2 separate regions of the Hordeum vulgare genome follow, and region 1 is linked to region 2. Evidence: chromatin contacts called from public Hi-C data. All regions are on one chromosome and are shown on one strand. Each heading gives the region's core, a stretch centred on a gene start, on an enhancer-like site or on the middle of the called end of the contact. The rest is flanking DNA. Distances are from core to core; before and after follow the strand shown.

The links. A called contact is a pair of places that touch in the nucleus more often than the background predicts.
Region 1: a contact with region 2 is called in a Hi-C map of seedling, with 4 times the contacts expected there. The contact joins the promoter of LOC123403399 here to the promoter of LOC123400963 in region 2. A contact is called at or near these places in 3 of 6 Hi-C or Micro-C datasets (leaf and seedling) and 1 of 1 datasets of contacts at active chromatin or transcription factors (embryo).

What each region holds. Positions count from the first base shown.
Region 1 is chr6H:339,504,952-339,507,992 of MorexV3_pseudomolecules_assembly, forward strand. LOC123403399 (cyclin-dependent kinase G-1-like) reads left to right here and starts at 1,461. Exons shown (of 8, transcript XR_006611469.1): 1 at 1,461-3,041.
Region 2 is chr6H:339,183,771-339,187,070 of MorexV3_pseudomolecules_assembly, forward strand. It overlaps LOC123400963 (transcription factor GTE10-like), which reads right to left and starts at 1,989. Exons shown (of 10, transcript XM_045094677.1): 1 at 1,637-1,989; 2 at 69-1,329. The coding sequence starts at 1,296.

The DNA.
Region 1 (3,041 bases), core at 211-2,710, 320 kb after region 2:
CCTTCGCGGCTGCGGCGCTGGTGCTCAGGGCCCTCGGGGTTGTGGGCGGTGCGAGCCCCACGGGCCGCCGGAGAAGCGCGCCCGCGGCCCTCTGCGCCATGAGCTTCGGTGTCCGGGGTGGCCTCGAGAGAGGAGCGCGGACGGTAGGGGAGCGGCGGCGGCAAACATGAAGGAGCTGCCGGGCCGACTGGGCCGAGAGGTCAACCACCACGAGCTCGCGGCGGCCGTTGGCGGCGAACAGGAAGGAGCTGCCGGAGGCAGCGAGGAAGTAGAGGTCCTCCCCCGGGGGCACGGCGGGGGAGATGATGTCCGAGACGGCGATGCGGAACCAGCGGCCGGACGGCCCGTGGAAGCCCCGTAGCGCGGCGCCGCGGGGCGGGAGCTTCTTGAACACAAGGAGCCACACGGCGGCCGGGGCGGGGCCGGACGAGACGGAGGACAGGTGGTAGAAGCGGCGGAAGTCCGGGGAGGAGATGAGGTGGGACAGGGGACGGGCGACGGAGCGGACGCGGAGCAGCTCCGAGAGCACGAGGCGGATGAGGATTTCGTGGAGGAGCTCTGCTGGGAGGAGCAGCAGGGTTTCGCGCGGAGCACACTGGAGTGGTCGCAGTGCAGAGGAGAGGATAAGGTTCGGGTGGGGAGAGGGCTGTGGTCGCAGTGCACTCAGAGGAGAGGATAAGGATCGGGTGGGGAGAGGGGGAGTGGGTGAGATTGTGTTTTTTTATATAACAACGTGGGTGAGATTGTGAGGTTTTTTTTTTGGAGGAAATTGTGAGGTTATTTTTGATAACCGGAGTGGGTGAGGTCTTTTTTTTATAAGGGGAGTATGTTCTTATTTTTTTTTTGTACCTTTTCTGTGTCTACCATGTTTATTTGTACATTATGGAATATTTGATTCTATTTTGACTACTTCCTCCATTCCTAATTATAAATCTTTTTAAAATTTTGAATATAAATCACATATGGATCAAAATGTCTATATGCATCCGTATGTAGTGCATACAAGACATATATTTAGGCACGGAGGGAGTATACAGACAATAAATATCTTATATGTTTTTTACGGAGAAATTCATCATGTTGATTGCCTTGGATGTGTGATTTTTACTAATTATGAGCAGAGAAATTTCGGTGTACGGTTATTCTGCGTTGCACGTGCATGCTTACTACTCCCTCCGTTCCTAAATATAAGTCTTTTAAGATATTTCATTAGAAGTCTACATACAGAGCAAAATGAGTGAATCTACACTCTAAAGTATGTCTACATACATCCGTATGTAGTCTACTAATGAAATCTCTTTAAAGACTTATATTTAGAAACGGAGGGAGCAGTAGAGATAAGGAAAAGAAAACAATTCAGACCCAACCGGAGCCTCCGTGTCGAACCCCACCTGCCATCGGCTCAAACGCGCCGCCTTCGCGTCCAATGCGAACTCAGATACCGCTCAAACAGCACAGCACGATAGGCGACGCCGGACGCAACTTCCTCTTCTTTTCTTCGCGTCGCCCTCCAACCCCACCCACCGCCGCCGCCACCACAAACCCGCACGATCCCTCTCCGCGTCCTTGGTCGCCGACTTCCGATAAGCTTCCTCGCCACGCACGCGCGAGCTAGCGCAGAGCTCCAGCATATTATCCCCAATTTCGGAAGAGGTCCGATCCCCTGTTCGATCCAGAAAAACCTCCCCCCCCCCCCCCCCCCCCCCCCCAGGGTTTGGTTTTGGCCCGTGGATCTAGGGTTTGGCGAGCCAATTTTCCCGCGATTCCCTTCAATTGCTAGGATTTGTTGTGCCTGCGCATCATGGCCGCTGGACGCCGCGGAGGGTACAGTGGTTACGAGGTGTCGAGGGAGCGGGAGTTCGATCTGGAGGCTTCTAAAAGAGGCAAGGATCGCCATCTCCGCAACCCTAGCCGCCACCGCGACTCAGATTATCGTCGTGATGGCGGCCGGAGCAGGGACCGGGAGCCGTCAAATGGGTACACCCGCCACCGGTCGCCACATCTGCCACCGAAGAGCCGGCCCTCAGGAAGGAGGGAGGAGAGGGAACCCGGTGAGGTTTCAAGTGGAAGTGGCTCGGAAGATTCTCGTGGGCACCCGCTCAAGGCAAGGGAACCTGGTGTGAATGGTGCTGTTGGGGTCAGCAGGGAGGGCGGGGTGCCGTCCCCAAGTAAGAAGCGAAAATACTGGCCGGTTAATTTGGATAGGAATGGTTCAAAGCCTCGCGTCCAAGATGTTGCGAGTAGCATGGAAGAGGTAGGCGCTGTGGTTGCCAACCTCCTGGATGTTGGCAACCTGAGCAGCATTGATTTGGATGCGTCGGTTGATGTACAAAATGTTGAAAGATTACAGGAGCGCAACAATGGCAGGGTTAGGGTTATTATGGAGGAGGATGAGGAGGAGGACACTTATCAAACAATGATAAACATTATGAGTTCACGGTGGGCAGATGCTGATGATGAGAAAGAAATTGTGTCAAAGAAGAAGAAAAGCCTGTCACCAGAACAAGGGTTCCTGAAGAAGGCTACAAGCCCAGAGCTTGGAAAGTTGATGGTGGATAAAGACTCAGGGGGAAACTCCTCAGTGTCTTCTGACTCTGGCTTAGTACAGTTTAGTGCAAACAGGGATCTTGAAGTAGATAAGGGTGACTACATGGATATTGAGAAGGATGCTGAGGATGATTCTTCTGCTCTTTGTGTGCTGCGCACTGATTCTGAGAGTCAGGGGTGTAGCTCTAGAACCCCAGAGCCTGCAGGGTCGCCGCATAGGTGCATTAACATGCTTCAGGGTTGTAGGGGTGTTGACGAGTTTGAGAGGCTCAACACAATCAATGAGGGTACATACGGTATTGTATCTAGGGCAAAGGATAAAAAAACTGGTGAGATTGTTGCATTGAAGAAGGTAAAGATGGAGAATGAACGGGAAGGATTCCCACTGACTTCTCTAAGGGAAATAAATATCCTGCTATCATTCCATCACCCTTCGATTGTGGATGTCAAGGAAATAGTCGTTGGGAGTGGTGACAGCACCTATATGGTGATGG
Region 2 (3,300 bases), core at 739-3,238:
TCTCTAATGAGTGCATTGATGGTGTCAAAGTTGTATCAATTGACTCAAAGGGTACATGAAAAAAATACCTTTGCAGGGATTTGTTGACAAGTGACTGAGGCCAGGAACATTCACAGCCTCATTCTCAGAAGGCTCGGATTTTGTCTGCTGGTTATCTCTCTCTTGCAAATATTTGTCCACGTGCTTCTTCAATTCTAAGAGTATGTCATCACTGAGTGCATGGATATCAATTTCTATCTCTCCATCCCCAGGCTGATCAGCATTGTTGTCAATACACTGCTGTAACAAATCAATGATGTGACCAGGTAATAATTCTGGCTCCTCAGACAAAGAAGCTAAGCAGTTTCCAAAGGATTCTTTCTCCTCAAATGTCATCTTTGGCTTCATAATCTCAGTTGGCCTGACACGCTCTACTGACAAGTCACCGCAGTCAACAGGAGGGGTCTTTCTCCTCTTCGAGTCGGCCCTATCAACCTCGACATGTGGCTTAGTGGCAGCACAAGCCAACTTCTTCTCAACTGTCTTCCATCTAGACTCAAACATTTTATTCAGTTGAATGGCCATATCATGCACTGCATGCCCTCGAGGATTGTATGTTATTGCATTGTTAAAGGTCAGCCTGACATCAGCTGCAAAATCAGATGGCCTTGTGTAGGAACCAGAATCTAGCTTCTTCTTGATGGTCCCCAGGTCCATCGGGTGCTTGATAATGTCATTGTAATCTGGAATATTCAGCTTTTCCACGTCTACCGGAACATTAAAAATATGACTACATTTCTGAGTCATCAGCTTCTTCAGAATACCTTCGCACATCTTCAGAATTGTAGCTTCAGGCAACACTATAGACATTTCCGGCCGAGGTTTTGTGGGCAAGAAGCGTCCCTTGGCACCACGGACAACATGGCTCCCCCGTTGCACCTTTTTAGGCCGAGGGGCAGCCGAGGATGAGTAGGCAGGTGCTCTGCTGACAGGCAAGATGGCCAAAAACTCTGGCTTCTTAAGGAGATCCCGGACCGAATCAAGCTCTGACCGGAATCTCTTGCGGAGGTACCGGCGCTCAGACGATGACATCTTAGACGGGACAAAGATCTCTCGCTTCACACCAAAGCCATCACTGTTAAGGCTGATGCACTTGCGTTTTGGCGCAGACGAATCTTGGGAGTCAACACGAACAGGGCTGCCTGACTCATCAACTGTCTCTGCATACCCACGGGGCACGCCCCGGTAGGCCATTTCGTCGTAGCCCCGTTTAATCTGCCTCTGCGGCGCAAACTCCATGAGGACCGTTGGTGTCATGTTACCAGGCGCCAGCGAGGTGGCACAGATCTGCTGAATAACGACAAAAAGCTTCAGCCACAGACACACACACACACACCGAACTGAAACCTCCCATGAATTGAAATGGAAGCACACAAACCGAAATTTACAGGCATTCAAATGCTCTGCAGCGAGCAAAACCCTAACATTACACTTGGCCCTACGAATCCGTAGGGAGCACTAGAGCACAAATCCGACAGCCTGACTCTCAAATCTTCTAATTCGCCCTCACAACCACACGCCTACCGACCCGAAAGCGAAAACCCCCCAAATCATAATAGCCGAGCAATTCGAAGCGAAAGAGGATGCAAGCACGGACCTGGAGGCTGGGTCTGAGGCGCGGGGAACCCTAGGTCGGGATTCTCCCTTGGTGAGCGCGGCAGCGAGCTGGATTTGCGCGGGAGAAGGGCGGATCTGGAGAGCGCGCGGGTTCGAGCCGCCTCCGGCCCCTTATCCTCTTTCCTTTTATCCTCTCTCTTCCTCTTTGTGTCCCTCCTGTTCTCCTTTTCCTCGAGCCTCCAGTCGTCTCGTCGCGCTGCCTAGTTTTTTTTTTTCTTTCCCTTTGCCGAAGCGACGGAGCCCGAACACAGAGTGGAGTTGGATCTGGATCCTGCGCACGAGGCTGGTCGAGACCCGGAGTGGAGCGAAACGGTTCGATCCGATGCGACCTGACGCGCGCGGGGATGCCGCTCTCTTGGTGGATATTTATAGGTGGGGGGGGGGGGGGGGGGGTCGGAGGGAGGTGCGTGCCGGATCCAGGCCGTCGGTTCGCGGGGATCGGACGGGCGGGGCCCGCCGGGGCCGGCATGACGTGGAGGGGTGCGCTCTTTGACTTTGCTCGAAGAGGTTTCTGTGTTTGGACAAGGATCGCGCGCTGCCTGACGATGTACCGTGGGGCGACAAGATTTCCGGGCCCGCATGTCATTGGACTTGGGTAGGTTTTGGAGTGGTTCCATACTGTTTGGGGAGCAGCCGTCTTTTGTAAAGGCCGCGGGATCTGGATCTGAGTAGCACGCGCGGAGGGCGGAGTGACTTTTAGCTGAAGGCTAGTGACACGTGGAAGCACGTGCGTGGCTGCGTGCCCGGCGCGGTGGGGCTCATGGCCTGACCTGCTGCGTGTTTCTTTTTTCCTTTTTCAAATTTTTACGTAATTTTTTGGCTACTCTAATATTTTAGGATAGACTAGCAAAATAGCCCGTGCGTTGCAACGGAAGAGAAAATAACACACACTCTAAACGCAATATATTTTCACATGGCATCACATTTGTGTTATCGATGATGTTTTTAGTGCTCACACAACGAAAACGCGTTTGAATGTACAGTCACTCGGAATATTGTTTCTCCTCACGAGGTTTTCTAAAGGTGTGCATGTGTGTTAACGATGTTTTCTTTCCTCTCAATTTGGTTTTAATTTAATGGATGTTTATTACAATTCATATCGTCGCCGGAAAGAGAAAAAAAAAGAAACATGCACTACAGATTAAGTTTGCACCAAAAATAATATTTAAGAAATATTCAACAGCTAAAGATAACATCCTATTTAGATTCTACACATGTTTTAATCAAATTTCATATATAACATGTTAAAATCGGAGTTACGGTTTAAAAGATATGGATAATTTTGTTTTAGATAAAATATGGATTGATTAACTAAAAAGTTAGGGTTTTTTTGTTAAAATACGGAGGGCGGGTTGATTACCAGAAACATCAGGGGGTTTTCGGGAAAATAAAAAAAAACGATTCGTTTTCTGACTTAAATCCGGACTACAGGGTTGATTACGTGAAACATGAGGGGGTTTTCTACAAAATGCAAAAAAGATTCATTTTTTGACTTAAAAACGGACTGCGGGTGGAATACCGAAAAAGCAAGGAGTGTTTTTGCAAAAAGAAACGGCGACGTACTGCAGAAGCGCTGCGCGCTTTATTATCAGGGGAGATTATGAAGTTGAGTGAAAAATGCATTGAAAAAGTGCAAGCCACCAT